2 separate regions of the Anser cygnoides genome follow, and region 1 is linked to region 2. A link is a contact called in public Hi-C data. All regions are on one chromosome and are shown on one strand. The core of a region is the stretch at or near the end of the contact, and the rest is flanking DNA. Distances in the headings are between cores, read along the strand shown.

The links. Hi-C and Micro-C count contacts between places; a contact is called where the count stands out from the background.
Region 1: a Hi-C map of liver shows a contact between it and region 2, with 1.8 times the contacts expected there. The contact joins the promoter of COG7 here to the promoter of KDM8 in region 2. A contact is called at or near these places in 2 of 7 Hi-C or Micro-C datasets (granulosa cells and liver).

The regions. Positions count from the first base shown.
Region 1 is chr15:762,597-768,683 of Taihu_goose_T2T_genome, reverse strand. It overlaps COG7 (component of oligomeric golgi complex 7), which reads left to right and starts at 2,334. Exons shown (of 17, transcript XM_066977788.1): 1 at 2,334-2,591; 2 at 2,904-3,052; 3 at 3,599-3,715; 4 at 3,879-4,047; 5 at 5,914-5,996. The coding sequence starts at 2,426. GGA2 (golgi associated, gamma adaptin ear containing, ARF binding protein 2) reads left to right here. Exons shown (of 17, transcript XM_066977790.1): 15 at 74-243; 16 at 682-792; 17 at 1,416-1,891. The coding sequence ends at 1,526.
Region 2 is chr15:297,402-303,904 of Taihu_goose_T2T_genome, reverse strand. KDM8 (lysine demethylase 8) reads left to right here and starts at 3,348. Exons shown (of 6, transcript XM_066977959.1): 1 at 3,348-3,847; 2 at 3,978-4,144; 3 at 5,608-5,740. The coding sequence starts at 3,383.

The sequences.
Region 1 (6,087 bases), core at 1,085-3,584, 470 kb before region 2:
TCTTCACTGTTCTGCCCTCAGAAGGGAGGGGCAATCTATGCTTTGTTTCTTATTTCGCTTTTGTCTCCGGCAGGCGATATCTGTCCCCTTACGGTGTATGACAGGAACGGTTTCAAGGCTATGCTCCACTTCTCCAGAGACCCAGCTCCTGGCCGACCAGATGTGCTGGTGATGGTTCTCTCCATGCTGAGCACATCGGCTCAGCCAATTAAGGACATAGTGTTCCAGGCTGCAGTCCCAAAGGTAAGGAGCCAGTGATGAATAAAAGGGAGTGTGACTACTCAGAAATGTCCTGAGAAGGAGGTTTGGCATTTTGTGCTTAGAATTTGTCTCGTATATTGGAAATTGCACAGCTCGTTTTCTCTGAACTGTAAACCAGTTGTATGGTGGTGCCTGTGGCCCAGGTGCCTGTTTCAGTGTGGATCCTTAGCCTTCAGAGAAAGAAATGGGGCTCCAGACACTCTGCTTTAGCCTCCTGGTAAGGCACCTATTCTGTCCGTATGCACAGCAAAGAATTGTCTGTTTAAGAATATCTGCCTTTAGAGGCAGGCTGTGGATAGGCGTGCATTTCATTAAATGACAAAATCTGTCTGACATCTTTAACTAGCTCTGTGGCTTGGTAATACTCCCAGCTCTTTTTCAGCGTGGACCAAAAGGCATTCATTTTGTTTTGTCTTTCAGGCTATGAAAATAAAGTTGCAACCAGCATCCGGATCTGAGCTTCCAGCCTTCAGCCCTCTTCTTCCCCCAGCAGTGGTGTCCCAGGTCCTGCTGCTTGCCAATCCACACAAAGTACGTGGCAGTGATTCTCTTGGCAGGTCACTCTGAACGTGACTGTAATGGGTGGAGTGTTAGCGTGAAAGGCAGGAACAATGTTATTAGTTGGGAGATGGGTGGAAGAGACAAGTCTGGGTTGTGCTGGGAAGACATTTTTTCCACTGCCACAGCTTTTCAGACCAGTAATCTGAAGGACCGAACGGGTAGTTGCTGCAATGGCCTGCACAGTTTTGCTTGTCTGCCTGCTGCGATGGCACCTGGAGAGGACATTGTGTAGCTGTCTGCAACTAATGGAACGTGAGGCCACCCAAGGCACGAATGATGGGTGGCAGTTTTGTTGCATTGATGAATAACTATGGGACAGAAGATGGGTGTAAGGGAGTCCTCTGTCTCCAAGAAGGTTGGCCTGGATTTCCAAGCACGCCCTTGCAGGGTGTGCACAGGTCTCCTTCCCAGGGGCTCCTTATGTGTGTTGTGAAGATCTAGGTCTTGTTCCATGCAGAGCTTCTGCAGGTCTGAAGCGTTAGTCTCTCCTTGCAGAGGGTGATTCACTGCAGCAAGGCTGTGAGGGATGAGGGAAGGAGACCCAGGAGCCTGCAGCCATGACGTTGCCCTCTCTCTGCTCCTTTCTCCCATAGGTTCCCATCCGCCTAAGGTACAAGCTAACATTCACGCAAGGCGAGCAGCCCCTCAGCGAGGTGGGAGAGGTGACCAGCTTCCCAGAAGCAGAGCTGTGGGGCAAAAGCTGAACTTCGTCTGGCTCGGACATTGCCACATTGCCTTGGGGATGATGGCGAGGGTGGGAGCTGGGGGACCGCGTGCCAGGAGTGCCCGCCGGGCCTGGGCAACGGCTCCTTTCCTCAGGATCTGTCGTCCCCTTCCTTCTGGTTTCTGTGCAGGTGTCTGGCAGGAGTGCACCTGGCTGCTTCTGCCACGGCCTTTGTGTCGCTGCCCCTGCTTTGCAGCTGCCCCTGCTTTGCAGCTGCCCCTTGTGTAGGGCCCTGCACCCTGAGCGCCCGCAGGCTTCCTCTGTACCGCCTTCCCTGCTCTTCTCCGGGCCCCCTTTCCCGTTACGTGCTTTTTCTGGTTTAAAAAATACACGGACCAGCGCTCAGCCCGTGTGGGGCTCGTGAATCCCGAACCCCCCAGCCCTTGTCAGGGGAGCGGCTGGGCACGGGCGGGGCTGCGGGCACGGGACGGGGCCGGGAGGGCCCGGGGCGGCGGCTGGCGGGGAAGCACAGCCGGGGGGAGCCGGGGGGCGGCCGCCAGCCCTGCGGAGCACCCCGTGCGGTGCCGCTCGGCGCTCCGGGGGCTCTCCGGGCCGGAGCCGCCCCCCGGGCGGGACCCGATCGCGCCCCGTGCCGCGCAGAGCCCGGGCGGCCGCGGGCCCCGCTCCCCTCGGCGCGCTGCCGGTGCTGCGCGGGGCGGGCACCGGGGGGCAGCTGGGGGGAGCACCGGCGGAGCCCTCCCCGTCTCCCGGCCCCGGCTGGGCCCGGGCAGGCCCCGCCCGGCGGGGGCGGCGCGGAGCGGTGCGGGCGGTGCCCGCCCGGTGCCGTACGGCGGCCGGGAGGGGCCCGGCGGCGGTTCCGGGTGCGCCGGGGCCGGGGCCGGGGCCGTCGGCGGGGCCGCGCGGCCCGGTGGCGGCGCCATGGACATCTCGCGGTTCGCGGCCGCCGACTTCGAGGTGAAGAGCTGGGTGAACGCCGCCTTCCGCGCCGGGCAGCAGGACGGCCCCGCGCAGCCGGACGCGCACGCGGCCACGCTGGTGATGAAGCTGCAGGTCCTCATCCAGGAGGTGAACAACGTCCTGCAAGGTGCGCCGCCGGCCCCCGCCGGGCCCCGCCGGGCCCCGCGGCCCGCCCGCCCCTGGCCCGCCCGCCCGGCGCCGCGGTTGCCGGCTGCCGCCGTGGCGATGGCCGTGCGCGGCGCTGCCTGCCTGTCACGGCTTAAGTCCTGAGGGAGAGCAGTCCTTGCGCTGCTAAACGAGCACCTTAAAGTTCGTGTTTAAGTTTTAAACGTACTGAACGTCGTTACTCCCTTTTTAAGTACCGTGGCTACCGAAAAGCTCCTTCTTTCACGCGAGGGTTGTCAGACCCGCCTCACTGTCCTGCTCTGTGCCCCTGCAGAAACGAGTCATCAGGCCCTGCAGAACATGCCTCGAGTCCTCCGGGAGCTGGAGGTCCTGAAACAGGAGGCAACCTTCCTGAAGGAGCAAATGGTCCTCGTTAAAGAAGATATCAAGAAATTCGAAGAAGACACGGCTCAGTCGATGCAGGCAGGTTCTTGCCTTCCGTAGCATTCATCTGTAGCACGAAATGCTAACGTCGGTAGGCTTGGTCGCGTTAAACGATCTGGTCAAGTAAAGGTGCGCAGCGACACTTCCATTAGCGTTCCGGCAGAAAAGGGGGCAGGACGTGGACTGGCGCAGCCGGCACTTCTGCACAAAAGCTGGTCGCGTTTAAGTGGCGGTTAGCTAAGGAAGCAAGCTCTGCAGCCAGAGCAGCTGTTACCTGGCTGGTAGCGCCGATTGGCAAGGTTTCTGCCTGTTGTTAACTGGGCTACGTAATGTCATTCGGGCAAATGTTGTACTTTTAGTACCTACTGGTACAACAATTCTAACTGACCTTGTGGTGTTTGATTTTCAAAGTTGTTTTAACATCTCTAGCTCTTTCAGCCAACTCCTTTCTCTTTGTAACAGGCATGATCTTTTTACCCAATTTTAAAAATCTACACTAAAAATAACGCCCGTAACGGAAGTAACCATTGCAGTCCCTCTTTCGATGGGTAATGTTTTTTGTTTTGTTTGTTTGTTTTCCTTCAGGTCCTGGTAGAGATTGACCGAGTGAAATCTAGAATGCAGTTGGCTGCAGAGTCACTTGAGGAAGCAGACAAATGGAGCACGTTAAGTGCAGACATTGAAGAGACTCTTAAAACACAGGTAGGTACCACATTGCTCTTTTTGGTCTTTGGGCCTTCAAATTCCCAGGCAAACTGCATTTAAAAGCAGGTTCTTGAAGTGCCTTTAAAATGTCATTTTGAAACAGGTATTAATGCTTTCTAATGTCACGTTAAGTAAGCTCGTTATCTTTTCCTGGTGGCAGGATGTGTCTGCAATTTCGGCCAAGCTAACAAGTATGCAGAGCAGCCTGGCTATGCTTGTGGATACACCGGATTACTCTGAGAAGTGCGTGCATCTTGAGGCTCTGAAGAACCGACTAGAGGCCATGGCCAGCCCTCAGATTGTTGCTGCTTTTAACTCTCAGTCTGTAGGTCAGTAAGGCTTGGCGTCATTTACTGTCGGTGCAGAGTTTATCTGTTTTCAAAAAGTACAATGTTATTTGGGTGTGCAGTATGTGTCCCGAAGGCTTCTGTCTCTGTGTTTCTGTGCTTTTTCTGGTGGAGCCGGGTGCAATGAAATGTTAGGTGCTCTGCACTTGCCTGTGGTCCAGTGCATCTTTGCAGTCTGGACTAGTTTATCTGCTTATAAAGGTCATGCAGATGTGTGAAATGGAGGTGCTGAGGCAGGGCTACCCTGCTGGCATAATTTAGTTATGCCGTGGATGCCCTGTAAATGGGAAATGCTGCTCAAATTGGTAGAAGGCCTCTGGTTTTGTGTTATCGCAGTGCTACTGGGCTTATTTGGGAGAAATGGGTGTTGTAACCAAGATGGAAACTTGTTTGGAAGCGTTCTGACTCCTCACTGCCTTTATAAAAGTTGTTTTATAAACTTTCTCCTTTACGTAGAGAATCATTTTATATTTCTGGACTGTTCTTCGTTCTCTTTTCCTCTCCTGCTGTCACAGCACTTCTGAAAAACACTTGTTCTGGTTGCTGCCTCTCCTCTGTGTCCACATGGAGGTGCTGCTGAGGGTGTGGGGCTGTGGTGTTCCACTGCACAGCACTGCGTGGAGTTCTCACCTGAGTGAAGGCAGGGCACAGCAGTGTGTGACCGCAGACAGCCAGAGGAAGAGGAGGAGAGAAGAAGCAGTTAGTGTTCATAGCTCCATGTGCCACGCTTCTAATGAAGGAGACCTAATCCTTTGCATAGATCTCCTCTTTCCTGTGCTGCTTCTGGCTTTTCTTTGCTCAGCCTCCTTTTTCTTGGAACGTGCTCATCAGCTTTCACAGTAGGTCCCGTGCCTTTTTTTTTTCCTGCTGTTGCAGTGCATTTTCCTTTGTAAACAGATTCAAGATGAAGGATGATGTTTTGGAATATTTTCTTTGCTTAGGGTGAAAGTAAATTAAATGTGCTCTGTGAGTTCTCCACCAAAGAAAGCATTGGTGCAAGAAAGTGGCTGGCAGCAGGTGTACTGGTACGAGGTCCTTTGCTTGGGCGTGCTATTCAGAACAACTCAGTTTCAGTGCTGTTTGTATTGTCTTTTTAAAGTCTCTTCGGGACATGTGGGGACATGATTTTTTCACATTGAAGAGAATTTCTCTTTTTTTTTTTTTTTGGTAAAGTCATGTTTCTTCCTGGAGTCCTGCTCCTATGAAGATAATAACAAGCCCACAGACATAGCCCCAGAGAGTTTGTAATCTGTGACGTCCATAGCTGTAGAGCATTTAAGTAACAGCGTTCTAGTTTGTCTGCCCTCTGGGTCCTGTCTCGTTACTAATTTCTCTAAGCCCAGATGTATTTTGTGGACAGAACTGAAGTCATTACCCTTATGGTACAAAGCAGACTTCTGAGGAACTTGAATTGAGAGGCTGTGTGTAAGAGCTCACCGCGTCATTAGTTGGTCTTGAGGCAGCTAATTTAGGTATCAGTTTGTGGCGTGGTGAAAGCAAAACTGAGGACTTTCTTCTAGTTTTGGAGATAGCAGCTTATTTCTGGAAAATAATGTTTTCCTTCTAGAACATGTTCTGGTTTTATCTGTCTTATCCTAGAAGCGTTTGCTGATTCAGAAGTTAAATCCATTCATCATGTCTGCTGTGTGTTCTTGTCTGAGTATGGGTTTTAGGCAGTTCTGTTTCTATTTGAGAAGATGAGCAAATGAAAGATGAGAGCGTGTCTTTCAGCCATTGTGCATCTTCACTTAAGGATTCTCTTGCTCAGTCGGGGATATATTCTTTAGTGTAACGTCCCTCCGCTTTGAGACTGACTGTTAACTGACTATTATTTTTTTTTTCAATTAGATCAGGCAAAAATGTTTGTGAAAGTCTTCACTGAAATTGATCGGATGCCTCAGCTTCTTGCTTATTATTATAAGTGTCACAAAGTAAGTATTTTGATAATATTTTAACGTGGAGGAATGAAAATTTGAATTCTTGCTTGGTTTAGGCCGTAGGTGGCGCTACTACACCGCAGAT
Region 2 (6,503 bases), core at 2,099-4,598:
TTTATCTGCCTAAAAGGCAAGAAGGTCATCTAAGGTAGTCTTTTAGCTTCCTTCTCTAGCCTGAGGAGAGAAACAGACACCCACATAGAGCAATTTTTTCAACTTTCTTGTCCACCCTAACTACCCCATCTCAGGCTGGGAAGAATCCCTCTCTAAAGACATCTCTCTCTCCCATTACTCAAGAGAGCCTAGAAGAACACCTTAGACTGGACACTTCATGGAATAAAATTATACCCCCCCCCCAACACACACACACACCTAGGGTCCCCTAAGGTCCAGCTGAGACAACAGGAGGAGTACCTACTGCCATAAAGAATTTTGTAAAGATTTCTTGTGAAGATTTTTTGTTTCGTTTAACGTTGAAGAAGCTGTCAGAACATGTTTGCAAATATGAAGGAGATTCAAACTGATATAAGCAAAAAGAGAAATAATTGAATTTTAAAAATAGTCTAACACACAATTTCCATTCAGCAAAGGTAATTAAGGCTACATATGTAAGCAATACTAATAGTGACTGTGTCTCATTTGCTTCTTAGCTCTGCCACGTATGTTCCAGATGGATGTTACATAAGATTTTTGGAAAAAGAAGCATTTTCCAATGATTTCTGAAAGTAGAACTTGGTGTGCTTTTATAGCTTGCTCCAGAAAGAACATTGTGTGTCCTACACATACTGCAATGAAATGCACTCCGAAGTGCCAAGCAAAATGCCACCTTATCTCACTTAAAGCTATTCCATCTAGTAATATCAGAGAAATTATGACAATATGTTGTTCTACATGAAAGTACATGACAGCGCTATTTGTGAGACCTGGCAGCTGCCACTCTGAGCAGAGCAGATGGCAGTGATAAAAACACAATGCAGGGAACAGGTTGATAAAGACATATCCATCATTACACTTTTGCTTTACAGTTATGCTTGACTCCAAGATACAATCAAAATGCGTGGCTCTGTCACTCTTGAGCAGGAAGTATTTGCTTATCTGTGGAAAATAATTCTTGTGCAACAATTAATTATCTATGTATTATTAATCAATATTATTTATCTCCTGTCCAAAGGAGCAGGTAGAGGCAGCCAGGAAGACATCCAAAATCTGTGTCTTATGAGTTTATTCTTTTGTTCTTCCAGAGAAAGAGACAACCATTCATCTTCTGTAATGGAAAATCAGAGTCAGTCATGATAACAAACACTGCCATGGCAATCATCAATTTACACTCTCACCAGAGGACCACAGGGCACATTGCACTTTTTTTTTTTTTTTTTTGAGGGGGGGGGTGGCTGGGAGGAGGCTAGGAAGAGCATTAAACGAATGTAGTTCTCATGGAAGGTACAAGCCAACAGTCCCACTTACAATCTATTTACCCTAAAACACACATGGCAGGGCAGCGGCAGCACCAGCCTTTCCTCCACTTCATTCCCGAGCCCACTGCTAACACTGACAGGCACCCTCTGCTGGGATGAGCAATGAATGCTTACACCACCCAGGCCATTCGTGAGTGCATCTTCCCTGTTTAGACTCTTGCAGGGGATTAGATACCCACCATCTCACTCAAGCATCAAAATCACAGACATCAGTCACCATGGGCACAGCGCTAGTAACCCTGACATGGCAGGTTGCGGTGCTCGCAGCAGCCCAGCAGCTTGTATGCTTGTGCCTGCCACAGGACACAAACCCACCTGAACACCCTTCTCTCATGCTGCAGAATGAATGAGCTAACAGGTGCCAGCTCTGCCTAGACCAACTGCTGGAAACAGTGATTCAGAGAAAAATGGCTCTAAGCGATGTTCACTAATGTTAATGAATACTAACAATATTGTTAGCTCCTGTTAACTCCATTAAAACATTTGCATATATAAGGATTTCTTTTTAAATGGGCAAACTAATAAAATCAACTAGCATTTTAAGTTCTAACTGAAAATGTACTAGCTTTAGTAACAGAGAATCTAGGCCTGAGGCATGAACATGAAATGCATATGTACTGTTTGCTTTAATATACGAACCCCAACCATACTTTTTAAGGTTAGTTTCATTGCTGGAATTTGGGGATCTGAATTCCCAAGTTCCGATTGCTGCAGGAGGAGTGAATGTTGTAAAAGTGAATATTACTACAAATAATTAAATTCTGAACTGGCCAAATGCTTGATTTTTCCAGTGGAGACAAAGGCAAGACAAGATATGGAACATTTTTTTGATGTCTGGTGCAGATATTACTTCTCCAGCAGTGATGGTCAAGGTAACATCATTAACTGTGGGCCCCAGAATCAGGTTTAGAAGTAACACCAATAGAAGGACTCAGATCCACTAATTCTTTTATGAAAGCACTCACAACTGAGATTAGAACAAAGAATGGGTGATCTCAGTACAAAAAATGATGATTTTACCTTTTTCTGTAAACTTAGGATTTTGCATCAAGTCTGACAAATCGAACACCTCACAAGCAATACCTCTAAGATTTTTCACAAGTTACAAACTCCTCATTTGTTATTATTTTGCTTCAGATTTTGGGTTACAATACTAAAACATTCTCCGGGGATGATGAATTTCAACTTAAGTAATATTTTCTTTGCAGTTAATCATTAAGTACTGACAACACATTCAGGGCACGTTACAAAATCAAGCTGGGGCTTGAAAGATGCCGTGTGATATCTGTTAGGAGAATAAGGTGCATATTCCACACAGGAAGTACATTTTCTTAAGCAAGGATTAAAGCATGCAACATAATCCACCAAAAAGATGTTGCCTCACAGTAGTGCACTTTCCTAAAGCTTCTAGCCTCCTCCCACATCACTGAAATCAGAAGGCAAGGCCCCAGGTGGGCTTTCTTTCTGATACTTTCTTTCTATCTTATACTTAGGACCAACATTGGCTGCAAGAACCCCCAAGTCTTCCAGGAGTCATCTGCTCACTAACAGCAGTCCCGCTTTGGAAAAAAGAGACTGCAGACTGGAAAGAGCAATCTTCCTCGCACCATCAATGCGTGGTTAACATGTAAGACACCCCACAAAGAAAACTGGACTGGACGCGTATACTCCCCCTTAATACAAATAGCTGCACCAATCAATCACACGATTACTAAGTCCCAGTAGGTTTGCAGGTGAGGGGCCCAAGTGAGAACTAAATTGAGCGTTGGCGATTATTACATCGTTCACAGAGACCTGGGCCACAGGTGAGACCTGGGCTATAAGGGCACCTGGACTGCCGGCCCCCCCCCCGCGGGCCCGGCGGGACGCCCCCGCTCGCGGCCCCTGGGGCCGGGCCCAGCCGGCGCCGCCCGCCCCGCGCCCCGCCTGCGGACGCCGGCTCTGCGGCTGCGCCCGCTCTGCGGCTGCGCGCGCTCGGCAGCGCCGGGGCGTGCCCGCGCACAGCCGGCGGCGGCGCGGCCATGGCGGCGGCGGGCGCGCTGTGGGCGGAGGCGCGGGCGCTGCTGCCCGGTGCCGAGGAAGAGCTGTCCCTGGCGCTGAGCGGCGAGGTGGACGACTGCGTCCCGCCCCTGCTGCGGCGGGCCCGCGGGCTGCTCTACGGGGCGCCGGGCCGGCCGTGCGGGGCGGCGGCGGAGCTGCGGCGCCTGGGCGACGTCCTGCGCGACTACGCCTGGGAGAAGCTGAACTCGGGGCCGTGGCGGGAGGTCGGCAAGGCCTGGCGGCAGGTCTACGCCTACGGCTGCCTCTTCGGCGCGCTGGCCGAGGTCGCCGCCTGCCGCCCGCTGGCGCCCGCCGTTCGCCTCTGCGACATGGGGCTGCTGATGGGCGCCTCCGTGCTGGACAACGTCCTCGCCCGCCTCGTCCGCCTCCTGCAGGCGCGGCTGCCCCGCGGGAAGCGGCGCGCCGCGGCCGGGGGCAGCGCCAAGGTACGGCGGCCCGGGGCTCCCCCGCCGCCGCCAGGGACCGCCGGGCCCCGCCCGGCCCCGCTCCGGGCGCGGTGGGGCGGCGGCGGGGAGCCGCGGGGGCAGCCGCCTGAGGAGGGCGTTTCTGTTGCAGAGGGTCCGGGTTGGCCCCCCTCCGGCGCCCGTGGTGCAGCCAGAAGAAGCGCTTCCGCACGTTCGCTGCCCTTCGCTAGAGCACTTCAGAGACAACTATCTAATTCCACAGCAGCCTGTTGTCTTGGAGGGAATTATTGACCACTGGCCGTGTATGAAGAAGTGGAGGTGAGAAATCAGTTTCCTCCCCGTGCTTATAAGGCGGGGATCATTTTGTGCATCAGATATCTTGACGCGCCTTTTCGTGGTAGACACCTCTACAGAAGGCGAGCACCGAGAGGGCTGGTTTTGGTTGGGCGTATCTTCCTGCTGCAGTACTGTCTTTGCTCAGTAAATGTTTTTCCATAGATGCTAGAAGTGAATCAAATCAGTTTAGAACATCGTGTTGTAAGTGCTGCCGTGTGCCAGGGGAATCAGGTGCTGGCAGAGACTGCACTGGAATCCAGCTCTTCCTTTCAGGGTCTGGTGCAGGAGAGAACCCTGGCAAATTCCCTGCACATTGTTGTACGTAACTGGAAACTAGAGGTGAGTATGAACCATTAACTATATCGGTGAATTTACTCTCGTTTTAAGATCAGATGCTGGTGATACTTACGTCCTAGAATTTGCTGGTAAATAGTGCAATGGGAATTTAATTTCAGAGAGGCATGAATAAAGCATAACTGTCTCTTTCATTCACAAGTACAAGTAGTGCTGTTTGCTCAGTAGCACTTTTGAGTGTTCAGTTTCAGACACCTGAATTCAGGAGTGAGTAATAACATTGTGCCATTAGTTTAATGTAGGCAGCGGTGCCAACATTTCCAGTCATGAGAATCAAATATTTGTGAGCTGAAGCTTATGATTCCTCTTAAAGGAAGAAAGTACTCAGGCTTAGTTAGAGGAATTGCTTATATCCTTCCATTCCACAGTCAAGGGTAAAATCTACGTTAATTTAATGTAGATTGTTGTTATATATTTTATATATAACATGTGTATATATATCTCTAAAATACAATTGGTTATCTACATTTTATATTTGTACATATTATATATGTAACTTTGTTATGTCTTAGGGATTTTTGTTGTTTTTTTTTCTGCAGCCAAGGTACTCCTCTGCCTATCTTCAGATACTTAAAACGATGAACTTCTTAATGTAATTAATATCATGGCCAACGAAGAGATGTGTATCACCGTTCAAAGGAATTCCTCTGACTTTAGCCAGGGTGGATATTACTGGCACCTGTATACAGAATCTGGCACTGGTAGACAGTTGATCTAGCATTAATAGTAGCAAGAAACAGTATTTTATTTAGCAAACTTGGTTGCAGGCAGCAAAAAGATTAGCCATCAGTAGTCAAGAGACTAACTGCTTAAATCTCCCTAGCTGTTAAGGAAACAATAGTTAACTGAGGTAAACAAGGTTTTAAAACAAAACAGGCAGCATAATACACAGATGACATTAACCACTTGTTTTCTTGCTGCTTGGGTTGTTTACTGCTAACCTTTGTCTCTCTGATTTGTTGGTTTAAGAGGGGAAAAACTCATGGTAGTGGTTTTATTACCCTGAAAGATTTATTTTGATCGATTGTCCTCACATTCAAAAATGGTAACAAGAGAAGTATAAAAGTGTGATGGAACTTTTTTCACTTCAGTGTGGACTATTTTTGTCAAGTTGCTGGGTGCCGCACAGTCCCTGTAGAATTGGGTTCCCGATATACCGATGAGGAATGGTCTCAGAAGCTCATGACTGTCAATGACTTCATCAACCAGTATATTGTGAATGAGGTCTGTTACTCTTAATTTTTTTTCTTTTCCAAAAGCAGCAGTGGGTACTGGTATAGAATATTTGCCTAGTTGGAGCTTATTAGAATAAACATGCTTGGAGGTAGTCCTGAAGGTGGGGTTAGGCAATAAGCGTAGCACTGAATTAAAAGGTTTGGCATTGCGAGATCTGAAGCTACAAATAGTTACTGCAACAACCGTGGTTGTGGGGATGCATCTACACTCTTATAATTTCAGTATAGATGTAAGTTGTTATTTCAGAAGACCCCTTATACTAGTGAGCTGTTGAAGCAATTCTAGTACTCTGAAATAGTACATTGTAAATAGATGTTCTTACTTACAAGTAAATTCTTCTTACCTATAAATACATTAATGACCAAGAAGTCTTACCTGTATGTCACTATGCATTTTTCTTTCTCTGCTGTAATTTCAGAACAGTGTAGGATACCTTGCTCAGCACCAGCTTTTTGATCAGGTAAAACTGCATGAATGTTTTTCCTCTCTGCAGTCAAGTGTTCCCTTCGTGTGTCAAATCATCCCTGAGAATGTCATTTCTTCTAGATGGAAGGGCTTATGAGGAATTGACAATAAGTCTGAAGTTTTTATTCCAGCTGTTTTGAAGGAAGGATTTTGTTCCATGGGGAGGATTTTGTTCCACCTGGCTGAAAGGAGTGGAAACAAAAGCCTTTCAGAGGTGAAGGTGTTTGATTTTAGGGCTGTTTCAGTGCAATGTAGCATTTACTTACAGGAATACCACCTGGAAAGC